2 separate regions of the Neogale vison genome follow, and region 2 is linked to region 1. The links are chromatin contacts, called in public Hi-C maps. All regions are on one chromosome and are shown on one strand. Each heading gives the region's core, a stretch centred on a gene start, on an enhancer-like site or on the middle of the called end of the contact. The rest is flanking DNA. Distances are from core to core; before and after follow the strand shown.

What was found. A called contact is a pair of places that touch in the nucleus more often than the background predicts.
Region 2: a Hi-C map of muscle shows a contact between it and region 1, with 6 times the contacts expected there. The contact joins the promoter of SIRPD here to the promoter of SDCBP2 in region 1. A contact is called at or near these places in 2 of 3 Hi-C or Micro-C datasets (fibroblasts and muscle).

Annotation. Positions count from the first base shown.
Region 1 is chr8:27,865,486-27,871,420 of ASM_NN_V1, forward strand. SDCBP2 (syntenin-2) reads right to left here and starts at 2,587. Exons shown (of 11, transcript XM_044262371.1): 1 at 2,516-2,587.
Region 2 is chr8:28,012,055-28,017,989 of ASM_NN_V1, forward strand. It overlaps SIRPD (signal-regulatory protein delta), which reads right to left and starts at 3,331. Exons shown (of 1, transcript XM_044262198.1): 1 at 2,879-3,331. The coding sequence starts at 3,331. The coding sequence ends at 2,879.

The DNA of each region.
Region 1 (5,935 bases), core at 1,337-3,836:
CACGCGTTCTCCTTCCCCTTTGTTCATCTGGTGAACTCCTGTTCCTTCAGTTCTAAGCTTTTCCCCCAAATCCCCACACCCCCACACACAGAATTAATCAAACTTCCCTTCTCTAGACCCCAGAACCGCATATTCACCTATTCATCATTCTGCTAATGTTTACTAAGTACCTCTGTGAGCAAGGTCTTCTACATTCTCTGGGATTGGATTTCCTCTGTGCTGTTTTTGTTTGCCTGTTTCCCTCCCCAGTACTGAGCCCAGTGTCTGGCACACGGCAGGAATCCAGTTACTCTTTCTTAAAGGAATGGGAAAGCAAGACACAGAGGGAAGAGAGAGCCCCCAAAAAAGTCCTTTGAAGAGAAACTCTGGGCCTAGAAAGGGGGGGGGGGGGACCCGCTGCTCTAATGAGGTGGATTAAAAGGCTTTTTCCTACAGTCTGACAATGAAAGAGTTCCTCAGCTCAGTGCTGGCTTCCTGCAATTAATTGGCTCCTGTGAAAGGAAAGTAACCCATCTCTCTCAAAGGAATTTTCCTTTCCCTGCACTTTACAGAATTTCCAACTCTGAACTTCTGTATTTTTTGATAAAAGCAGTAATACCACCCACAACAATCCAGCAGTCGGGTCCTCGGAGATCAGCAGGGCTGAAAAGGGTCGTCCGCTCCCACCTTTGGGTTTTGGAATGAGAACACTCTCTTGGAACACCTTGTTCCAAATAGCTGAAACTATGGGACTCCTACTTGTTCCTGTGGACAACTCATCCATCCTTCAGTGTGTGGGGGAGGGAAGCGTGGGTTAGAGTGTCAGAGGAACAGCTCCTGGAAGGCCAGATTAGCCCAGGGATGTGGTGAGTTAGAAAGGAAGAGGCTGTTGCTAGGCAACCAGCATGTACCCCCCTCCTCCTCCTCAGGGCTGTACTGCCTGCTGGAGGAAAGCTGTGAACATCTTCGGGGGATGCAGATGCTCCCCAGTACAGGGCCCTAAGAGGCAAAGCAGGAGCAAGACCTGGGAGGCAGGCAGGACTGGGTTCAGGCTGCTGCCTCTAATTTGTGAGAGCAAGCATGGACAAGTCCCTTTTGGGTGTCATATCTCCCTTTGTGAGATGGGTAACAGTACTTGTATCACAGTTATCGTGAAGATTTAAAGATCCTTAAAAAGAGAGAAGATAAATACGGAAGGCACTTAGCACAGTATCAAGCACACAAAGGGTGTGCGGTCATCGTTAGCTGTTCATTCAGGACATTTACTGAACACCTAAGTCCCTGTGCTGTTCTAGGTACTGATGCAGTGAGCAAGAGGAAAATCCGTCCTTGAGGGTTTCTTTCTAGCTGGACAGGGAAGTGTGTCACACTTGTCACAAGTCACAGAGAGAAAGATAAAGCAAGATGGAAGGTAGAGTGTCCAGATGTCCGCAAGGGCCTCACTGTGGGTCGGGACTGACAAGGGACTTATGTAAAAGCCTAGAGGGGTAGGGCAGAGCATCAAAGCTGAGGGCATGGCCACTGCGGTGGCCCTGAGTTGGGGGGGCCTCTTGTTCAGAGACCATCTGGCTGGTGAGACTGGAGTCTCGTTCAGAGGGGGGGCCAGTGGTGAGGAAGTAGGAGAGGATGGGAGTGGGCCAGGTCCCCAGGGGGCTGTGGCCAGCATTTGGCATTTACTCTGCTGAGAGGGGAGCCCCTGGAGAACACTGAGCCCCAGAGTGACCTGATCCAACTTAACATTTTAACAGGGCCACTTTGGCTAACATTGGGAGAACAGACCAGCAGGGCAAGGGTGGACACAGGGAGCCGCAGGGAGTGGTGATGGTGGTGTGAGAATTGTTATTAGTTTAGAAATCAAGGCTGTAAAACAAAGAAAAACTCTAAAAACACAAACAGTCGTTTCCGTTAGTTCCAACTGCCCTGTGCAACGACCCAGTGCGTCTCCGCCGCGCACAGCAGCCTCGTCTGAAGCACCATTTCCTGAGGCCCCGTGGTGTGCGGGGCACAGACTGTCCCCCTTAGTTCCATTAGTTTGTCCAGTGCCCCCGAATGTGTGGGGATGTGTCCAGTGTCCACACAAGGAAACCAGTTCTGAGTGAGGCCAAGCCACTGGCCCCATCCCCAGCAGATTTCTTCTCGCCTACTTAGGGTAGTGGGTAGAAACCGTTGCAGGTGGAGACATAGGTAACAGAAATTGAGGAATATACTCTCCGCTCCCTGTGGAAGCCCACTCTGCCTGGCCTTCCAAAGGCCCCCCTTCGATAAGCAGGATGTGAGCCGCATGTCCCGAGCCCGGTCACAGGAGGTCCCAACGAGCGTGTAGCCCCCATAATATCTGAATAAAGATCACTCAGCCCTCAAACCTGACCCAAGGCCGGCGTCAGAGAAGGAGACCCCTGTCCACACTGTTCCCCCAGAGGGAGGCACCTTGAAAGAAAACTGCCTGGGAGCCTCCAGAGGGATCAGGACCAGGCAATGGGCGTAAGAACAAACCTCACAGACCTCAGTCGTGGTCAGTACGGGCCCCAGCTCTTACCTGCCACCTGGGTGCTGCCTGGCGTCCTTTGTCAGCTACTGCCAAGAGTCTGTTCCCCTCCCTGGGAGCGGGTGCCCTTGTCCCAGCCAGGTTCCTGCTCTGGGAAGGGTGGTGCCCGCCCCCCAGTCAGCTGACTAACCCGGATGGACCTAGGTAAAGGCCCTGTGCGTGTATAAACAAAGCAAGTCACCGGGCCCAGAGAAGGGTTTGGGCCTTAGTCAAGATGTGGAGGTGGGGGTAGGGGCCCGCTGCCACTGGTGGGAGGGGTAGGAACCAAGACTTCTTGACCTTGAGGAAGTCAGATTTGGATTGGACATCAGTCCTGCTGAACGTGAGGACAGTTTGAGGGGGCATCCAGGGCCTTAAAAAAATGGCCATAACTTGTGACCCAGCATTTCCCCCCTTTTATGTTTTTAATATGGAATGCCTTGTGAGTTCGCATGTCATCTTTGTGCAGCGGCATTCTCCTGGTAATTTATTCCAGTAAACAAGTAGGCATTGAGGTCCTGGAGCCCATCACCGTGTTGCTTATAGTAAGGAAATCTGGAAAGCCCCAAGCCCCAAGTCCCTGGGGCCTGGCTAAACAAATCCTTATTTGTGGAAGATCACAAAGCTATTCGTGTCATTTAAGGAAAAACCGTGAGGAAAGGTTCCCAAGACGGTGAGCAAGATACTGAAAAGTCAGTGTTGTGATTCTGCTCTTCTGTTTGGTTTTCATCTCTTGAAAAGTGGATATGTGTTGCAACCAGAGGATGTATACTGAAGTGTTGGAAGTCTGGGGGCACCTGGTGGCTTAGTCAGCTAAGTGTCCGACTTGGTTTCTGCCCAGGTTGTCATCTCAGGGTCATAGACCAAGCCCCCACATTGGTTTCCACGCCTGGCATGGAGCCTCCTTAAGATTCTCCCTCTGCCTTGCCCTGCCTCAAAAAATAAATAAATAAAATGCTGAAATTCTGGATGTGTGTTCCAAGGTAGTGGGGGGCGAGTTGGGTTGGGTTTGAAGTTAGTTTTTGCTTTTAGTGCTTATAATGTTTTCTAAGGGGGGAGCAAATTAAGCTTGTTTTAAAAAGGAGTTTAGATTGGTTTTCTCCAGGAAGAGGAATAAGGGGCTGTGTTCTGGGCTGGGAGGAGATTTGGTTATAGTACACTTTTTGATACCTCTTTAATTTTGAAGAATTTGAATGTGTGTATTACCTACCTCCCCAAATAAATAAAAGTAAACAAAAAAGGGGGAGGAATTTAGTTTAGGTCCTGGTGAGCTTGGTTGGACAGGGGTGCCTGTCCCTCTTGGTGCCTGGGGAGGAACTGGGGACCCGTGTGCTGGGCAGTCCCTATGAGTGACACAGGGCACCGACACAGGACACCCACCCAGGGCGGGGTGAGTATCGGGACTGCTCACCGGCCAGGCAGGTCCGAGTCACAATCCCTGTGACAAGCCTGGGCAGAGTTGCTCCAGCCCGGGGCATCCCAGCCTGAGTGGGGGCCTAGCTGGTGTGCAGCGCCACAGAGGAGACACCGCCAGCCTCCCAGGAGCTTCCAGCCAGGAATCCTACCCAGGAAAGCTCACAGGAACAACAGCAAGGAAGGCAGTGGCCACTAATCATGCTTTAAAGCCCTCATCTCAATGTCCCATATCCTCCCTGCTAAGTAGGCGTGAGAGGCAAAGGACTGCTCAAGTTACACAGCTGGAAAGTGGCTCCAAGGCCATGTTTTCTCCTCGGTGAGACAAATGCCACTGGAAATTGAGGCATAGATACACCTGAGGGCTGAGCCATATGGGCCCGAAGTAGGAGGTAAGCCATGGGTGATGGACCCATCTTAGGCCAAGTCTTCAAGGCCCAAGAAAACTAGAAAATAATCATGCCAGTGGAATCACACGAGTCCCCCCACCCCCAATACACAATCTGCACACACTTCAGTTTACTCCAGTCATGGTCTGAAAGGGCCTTGGAGAGGAGATGGAGAAGGAAACGGACCAAGAAGGGTGAGGGACTTGCCTGTGGTCACATGGCAGGTGAGCCCAGAGCCGGGGCTCAAACTGGGCCCCAAACCACCCCCACACACAGGCAGGGGTTTCTTTCCACTCTGTGGTGTTCCAGCACGTCCCATCTGTCACTCTTACCCTGCTTCCCGACCACCCAGGTGGAGCTTTGTGGGCATGCCCCTGCTCAAAGTCTTCAGTGGCTCCCTATGGAAGGGTCAGGACTAAGCTCTCTCCCCATCACTGCCTTTTCAGTCCGAGTCTCCAACCTTACCTCACGCCCACATCACCTTTCTATCCCCGTGCCTGCCTGCTACTTCTGGAATGCCTCCCTTGCCCCCACCAGACCCCTGAGCTCCTTTTCTAGGAAGGCCCCTCGTCATCCCCATCCATCTGGCCTCCCCAGCCTCTGACCTCCAGATTGGACTGTCCTGCATGGGTCAGGCTGCCAGTTAGACCTGAAGCTCCATGAGGACAGGGCCTAATTATGAGATCAACAGCAGCTGTTTTCAAAATAAAAACTGAAATTTATGCTTCAACTGGGTTATGTATCTGCTGCATTCCATATTCGTATGAACAACCTTCAGAAGTCTAAGACACCGGTGTCCACTAGGCCGTGCACACACACAAACTCCCTAGGAGCACTCTGGGGGCGCTGTGTGATCAGCCACTACCACCCTGGCTGCTGAGCCCACAGGTGGTCCAGGTCCTCTCACAGTAATGTCACCGACGTCTACTGTCACCTGGATTTAGCCCTTGGGGGGACACCTCTGTGCCATCTGGAATGGGAATTCCCTGAGGGTAAGGTCTTGGCTGTGGGGTCCTTGTCGCTAGAGCCTAGCACCATGGCTGGCCCACAGTAGGCTCTCTTAAGTGTTTGCTGAATGAATGAATGCCCTCCTGGCACACTGATCAGTTACGAAAGCACAGGCTCACTCTTATCTAAAAGGTGGGCTGCTTGGGGCACCCAAGGTGGATAAGCATCAGCCGTCTGCTCAGATCACAGGGTCCTGGGTTCAAGACCTGTGTGGGGCTCCCTGCTCAGTGGGGAGCCTGCTTCTCCCTCTCCTACTTCCCCCGCTTGTGTGCTCTCTCTCTAAGTAAATAAAATCTTAAAAAAGAAAGAAAGATGGGCCCCTCTGGGGCTTCCGATCCGAGGCCCAGTTCTGTGACATAGCAGCCGTTGTCCACCTCTCTGAGCTTCCATTTCCACATCTGCAGATGGGAGTCGTGGTACCAGCTTTGCAGGCTGGTCCTGCAGGTGAGTGGAATGAAGCATGGGCAGAGCCTGGGACGCCACTCACACGCAACAAATGCCAGTTTCTGACTTCCTCGTGCGGTCCGTCTGGCTGCAAGTTACAGAAACACAAGTCATCTGGTTCAAGTGGAAACACGAGCACTCTTTCTGGAAGAAGGGGGGACAGTTGCCAGGCAGAGAG
Region 2 (5,935 bases), core at 2,081-4,580, 150 kb after region 1:
GTCAAAGAGGTGGCTAGCTTGTTTTCTCCCCTAGGATTTTGATGGTTTCCTGGCTTACATTTAGGTCTTTCATCCATTTTGAATTTATTTTTGTGTATGGTGTAAGAAAGTGGTCCATTTTCTTCTGGATGCTGTTGTATAGTTTTCCCTACACCATTTGTTGAAGATTTTATATATATATATATATATATATATATATATATATATATATATTTTTTTTTTTTTAGCTGTCTCGAATTCCTAAGAAGCTTGCTTTTTCTTCTCAGGAGATCGCAATCTCTTATGCCCCCTGGTGCTATTTTGTGGAACTGCATAATATCTATAGCTCTGAGCCACTTTGATGGTCTCTTGTTTTCAGCACTCTTTTTTAAAATTCTTTTTTTTTTTTATTAGAGTACATCATTTGTCTTTGATGTAGAGTTCCATGATTCATTATTTGCTCTTCTAACCTGCTCTGCTGGTTCCCACTAGTGCTCTGAATCATGAGACAGAAACCATTCCCGGGACGCCTGGGTGGCTCAGTTGGTTGAGCAGCTGCCTTTGGCTCCGGTCATGATCCCAGCGTCCTGGGATCGAGTCCCACATCGGGCTCCTTGCTCAGCAGGGAGCCTGCTTCTCCCTCTGCCTGCCATTCTGTCTGCCTGTGCTCGCTTGCTCTCCCTCTCTCTCTCTGACAAATAAAATCTTAAAAAAAAGAAAGAAAGAAAGAAAGAAAGAAACCATTCCCTCAGGCAGTCCCCAGACAATCCAGATTGATGCACGGTCTATTCTGCCTCTATCTTGAGGAGGGAGCAGGTATGGGAGGTTTCCTCCTAATTGTGCCACTACACCAGGCTGGGGGTGACATACAAATGTACAAAGCTCTGCAAACTTTCCTGCAGCTTTCCCTGGAATCCCTGCCTGGTTTTCCATCGGCCTGGGTACCACTGCTTCTCAGTCGGTTTCTAGCATTCTTACAGAGGTATTTTGGTCCACAGATGGTTGTTATTTGGTTATCTCCATGGAAGAAGGGTTGGGGACTTCTTAGTCTGTCATTTTACTGATGTCACTACTCTAAGTGATATAAAAACAAAAATTTTTGCCAGTATCTGGGAGTAGACACATGGAGGTTCTCCCACTGTCATACCATCTGCATAGGACTATTCCAGTTATAAACCCCAAAGTTTGTGACAATTAGTTATAGCAACCATAGCAAACACACTTAGCTCAATATTTTAAACTATATGTATATATGCCTTTTATTCATTATGTAGAAATGATATAAATTTAATACATTTCTTACTCTTTGGCTTTTAACAGGGAAATGGAACTTATTCACAATATTTTTCCTCTAAATCATCCTCATGTACCTCTACACCTCCAACTCTAACCAGAGTCTTCTCATTAGGAGGACAAAGCTATAAACCCAAGGATTATGGGAGTACGAGATCTGAGTTCTATTATCCATTCTCTGTGTAACTTGAGGCAAACCCAGTCTCTGGGTCTCCACTTCCTCATATGTTACCTGAAGGGTTGGAACGTGGGGTGGACACCATATCGTTTTTAGTCTGTTGAACATTTGTATCATTGGGTTGGTGGATTCCCTACTAAGAACTTCCTCTCCCTTATAATAATGAGTAAGTGAAAGGCATAGGAAGGGCAATTTCAAATGACTCTCTGGGATTCATTTGTGGAGGCTGAGAATAAGAAGTTCTCTCTCCATCCTGTCTGCTAAGATGAGGTAATGAATGTCAACATTTCTTGTACTTACCTCTTCCATTATATGGATGAGGCCTATATGCAGCAAACACCAGGCAGAGATGAATAGAGATGAGAGAATTTCAAAGAATAAGAGGTTTGGTGGCCCTGAGACCTTAGTCCTAAAACTCTGCGTTGGATGCTGTGAGGAACCTAGAATCCTCCTCAGCTACAGGATCCCATTATACTAATATTTTTCATTTTTATCCCTTGTAAGGAAAGGTTCTTCACTAATATATATAGCATGCTGGAGAGAGCCCAGACCAACTTTACCACTTTCTCCTACTATCTGTCCCCCTAAATTCCCTTGAGCCTCAGTTTCTTCACTCATATGGTAAGGATAATCATTCTTATACTCAAATTGTTATGCCAGTAAATACAATAATATGGGATAAAGAGATGCTTCGTGTACAGGAGATGCCCAACAAATAGTAGTATTGTAGTATCACGAATTTAATCATTTCTCAAGCTGGGTATTGCTCAGAATTCAGAAGTTATAACAAAATAAAAAAATTGAATAAGTAAGGCTTTAGGAACAGAAAAAAAATGGTTGGAAATTGTACTTCAGTGCTCTGTGGATGTGGGAACTTTATCACCTGGCATCCCTTAGGACAATGCTAACTTTAAGAAAACTGGCTTGACAAGGAGATGTTTTCTCTCCTATTATTGGAGGTCCAGAAGTGGGGTGGGAACCAGGAACAATATGGCCGTGTAATGTTGTCAACCCACATTCTCTACATCTTTGCACTTCTCTACAGCAGATTTTTCCTCAGCTTGGTTCCCCTCATGGTCATTAGATGTTTCTCTGGAGCACCTGGGGTAAACTGATTTCCTGTTCCCAGCCAACAGGAGAGAGAATTGCGTTAGTTTCCCAGATTTTTCTGCAAGTCTATCCTTTTCACTTATGGACACAAATTGGCTTAAGCCAGTCTCCTATCTGAGTTAACCATGAGTAGGGAGTCATGAAGTGATCTTAATTGGTTTCATCTAGCTCTTGGGGGCTGGTTATTGAACATTGGAATGTCAACCAATATATCCCTCATCATTCAATTGACCTTTCTGAGTTTGTTTCTCCTCCTGTAAATCACTTAACTCACAGGTTGCTGAGAGATCAAATGTACAATGCATCTTCAATAATAGCCTAATCTAGTAATTCAGTGGGTAGAGGACTGGTTAACTGAAATGATAGCCCATAATAGGGGGTGGAGGAGACAAACTCACTAGTCACAAACACCTTGGTGCCCGGACCTGACTGGAACTCCGTGTTAGGTTTCCCCTCCTTGAACTTCACACAGTAGTAAGTGCCGGCGTCTGCAAGAGAGATTTCACTGATGCGGATGGAAAAGTCTGTGTTGCCAACTTTGGTGGGGTGTCCAATTTCTTTTACTCTGGGAAAGAAACCTTCTTTGAAATTGTAGATTAATTCCCGGTTTGGCCCATTTCCCTTGAACCATAAGACGGGTCCTTTTGGGAATGAATCTGGTACACTGCAACTCAAGGTGATTGTCTCTCCAACTGATACAGTCTGTGTCATCTCAGCTTGTTGCACCTGGAATATCTCATGTGTGGTTCCTGCAAAGAAATGCAAAATCATTTCCCATTTCCCATGCTCTAGTCCAGGACGGACTGAAGAACTTGGATCCAGATTGTGGGTGGGCCTCATTCATTACTTATTTTAATGATGTGTGTGAGTCAGTGCAGAGGACAAAATTTATCACCTCTCCCATTTCATGTCCCAGCCCCTAACCAGGGAAAGAAGAGGACAGGGAGGGAGAGGACTGGGATTATGCGTTGATAGTGTTTATAGAGAGGAACTAGTCCCTCTTCCATCTAAATGCCAAAAATCACTCAACACATTAGGAGATGGGTCCAAGTGTCCTCTGCTGATCTCATAGCTATAGGGAGTTTGGGATTGACCTTCATCTCTTCTGAAGGGTAAGCAGCCAAGTGAATTTGTGGAGATGTTAGTGCTGAGAGGTGTGGAGAAAGGGCAAGTCAAGAGATAGCAAACCTAGAGAATGGGGAGCCATTTACGACTATTGTGTTCATGCAGGCAGAGTGCGGCTCCTCTGCTTATTTGTCAAGGGGTGGGGGAGAAAGAGACAGTTTCCTCTTCTAAACAAAAGAGAATAGAACCTCAAGGGACCTTATCAATTTTGGAGGGCCCACAACTGATCTCCAACACCCACTCCCACCAACATCACTACCCCATATTAGTCAGGTCCTGGTAATCTCTCTCCTTTTCAGGCAAATCATCAAAAGCAAAGATGGGCTAAGGTGTGGGTTAGAGAGACAAGAAAATCTTGGCTGGTGAGGCTTGGAGAAAACTGTGGGTAAGCTGCCTATGCTCGCACTTTTTAGCTTGAGGGATCTTATGTAAATTTTTCATGGCCCGTTGGGTATGACTGGACTTGAAGAGAACATCACAGAGGAAGACTAGTTTTCCCAGAAGAACAGATAGACACACTAATCTCACATAGTGAATGTCATTAATACAGAGAGTGGCAAGAAGTAGCAAACACTGGTTGTCCTTAGAGAAGAGAACAACAGAGCTGGGGTTAGACTAGGGCAGGTCAGGGAAAGATCAAGAGCCAGGAGAGTGACTGAACTCCTCCAGGACAGCTTTTCCAAACAAGATGTGGGGCTGGGTGATATCAATCCCCATCCTTTTAATGTCCTAGCTCCCTAGAATCCATAGTAGGAGACCACACTCGCTCATTGATTTCCTGTGGGGAATGGGATCCCTGAGTGCCCTGTGGTGGCCCTTCAGGGACCTGCCACCAGGCCTCAATGACATTCCAGTTAGAAATGGCTGAGTGGATTTGGGCAGGTTTGTAGAGATTCTGTTTATCTGTGGATCCCTTCACTTTGGCTCAGTAAGTATTGGGCTTAGGGGGCAAACTCTAAACTGTGTTACGATTTCATTCTGAACCTGTAAGATAAGATGTGGCTACAAGGGTCAGTGAATGGAAATTGGGTCTCAGAATATAGGTTAGAAGATACTCAATGGAGAGCTCTTATCCCAGGATTGTCCACCAGATCTTAGGAACGCCAGCGGGCCACATAGGTCCCAGTATTCTCACTTTTTGGATCATAAAGTACACACTTATAGTTGTAGTATATCTACTTGGTGCCTTTTTATGTGAGAGTTTCCCTTGCCATATGTCATCACTGGCTTGGTGGAGTTGGCCATCAGGGCAGGGCATGGCCTGTCAACATGGCTTAATTTAGTAGTAGGTATGGGACCACAGAATGGTTAATTAATAGTGCCATCTGCAGAACCTAACTTATAGGCTGGTTTGTGATTGAAGGGGCACAGAATCTAGTGTGTAGTGATGATTTGGTACATGTTTCAGATTTTAAAAAATTTATTTTTACAGACCAAGGGGATGGAGTTTGTCAGGCTGTACTCACCATTCACAGATACAACGGTGCCTGAACCAGATACATACGACATGTCAGGGTGCGCTATGGTTAGTTTCACACAGTAATAGGTGCCCACATCTTTGGGCGACACGTTACTGATGCGGATGGAATAGTCTGTCTGGTTGAACTCTGTGTTTTCCACTTGGGTTACTCGGGGGAATTGGCCTCCATTGAAATTGTAAATTAACTTTCGTTCTTGCCCATTCTCCCTGAACCACAAGACAGGCCCTGCTGGGGAACGAGCAGACACGTTGCAGCCCAGTGTCAAGATCTCTCCAGCTCTGACTGAAACTGAACTCTCAGGCTGGGTCACCTGGAATTCTTGATCCGAAGTTCCTGGAAAGAAAATTGGCTTCATTTCTCATGTTCTTTGTCTTGGCCCAGGATGTTCTGAGGGTCTGGTTCTAGGTCAAAGTGGGGACTTGTTACACACTCTTTTAGCAACATGTACTGGTGCAAAGGTATGAAAATTACAAACTGGGTTGTCATAGGGGGTGAGGGGAAGGGGACTCCATGGCCTGGAGCATACTAGATACTGTATAAACAGGGGAACTTGCTGCATAACAAATTACTGCAAACTTAATAGTTTAAGAAAACACATATTATTTCATAGTTCCTGTGGACCAGGAGTTCAGGCACAGCTCAGCTTAGCTGTCATACACAGAGGGAAGATGATGTGAAGACATGGGGAGTCTGAGGATGGTCTGAGGCTACCAGAAGCTAGGAGAGAGGCCTGGAACAGATTTCTCCTCATAGTTTATACAACTCCAGT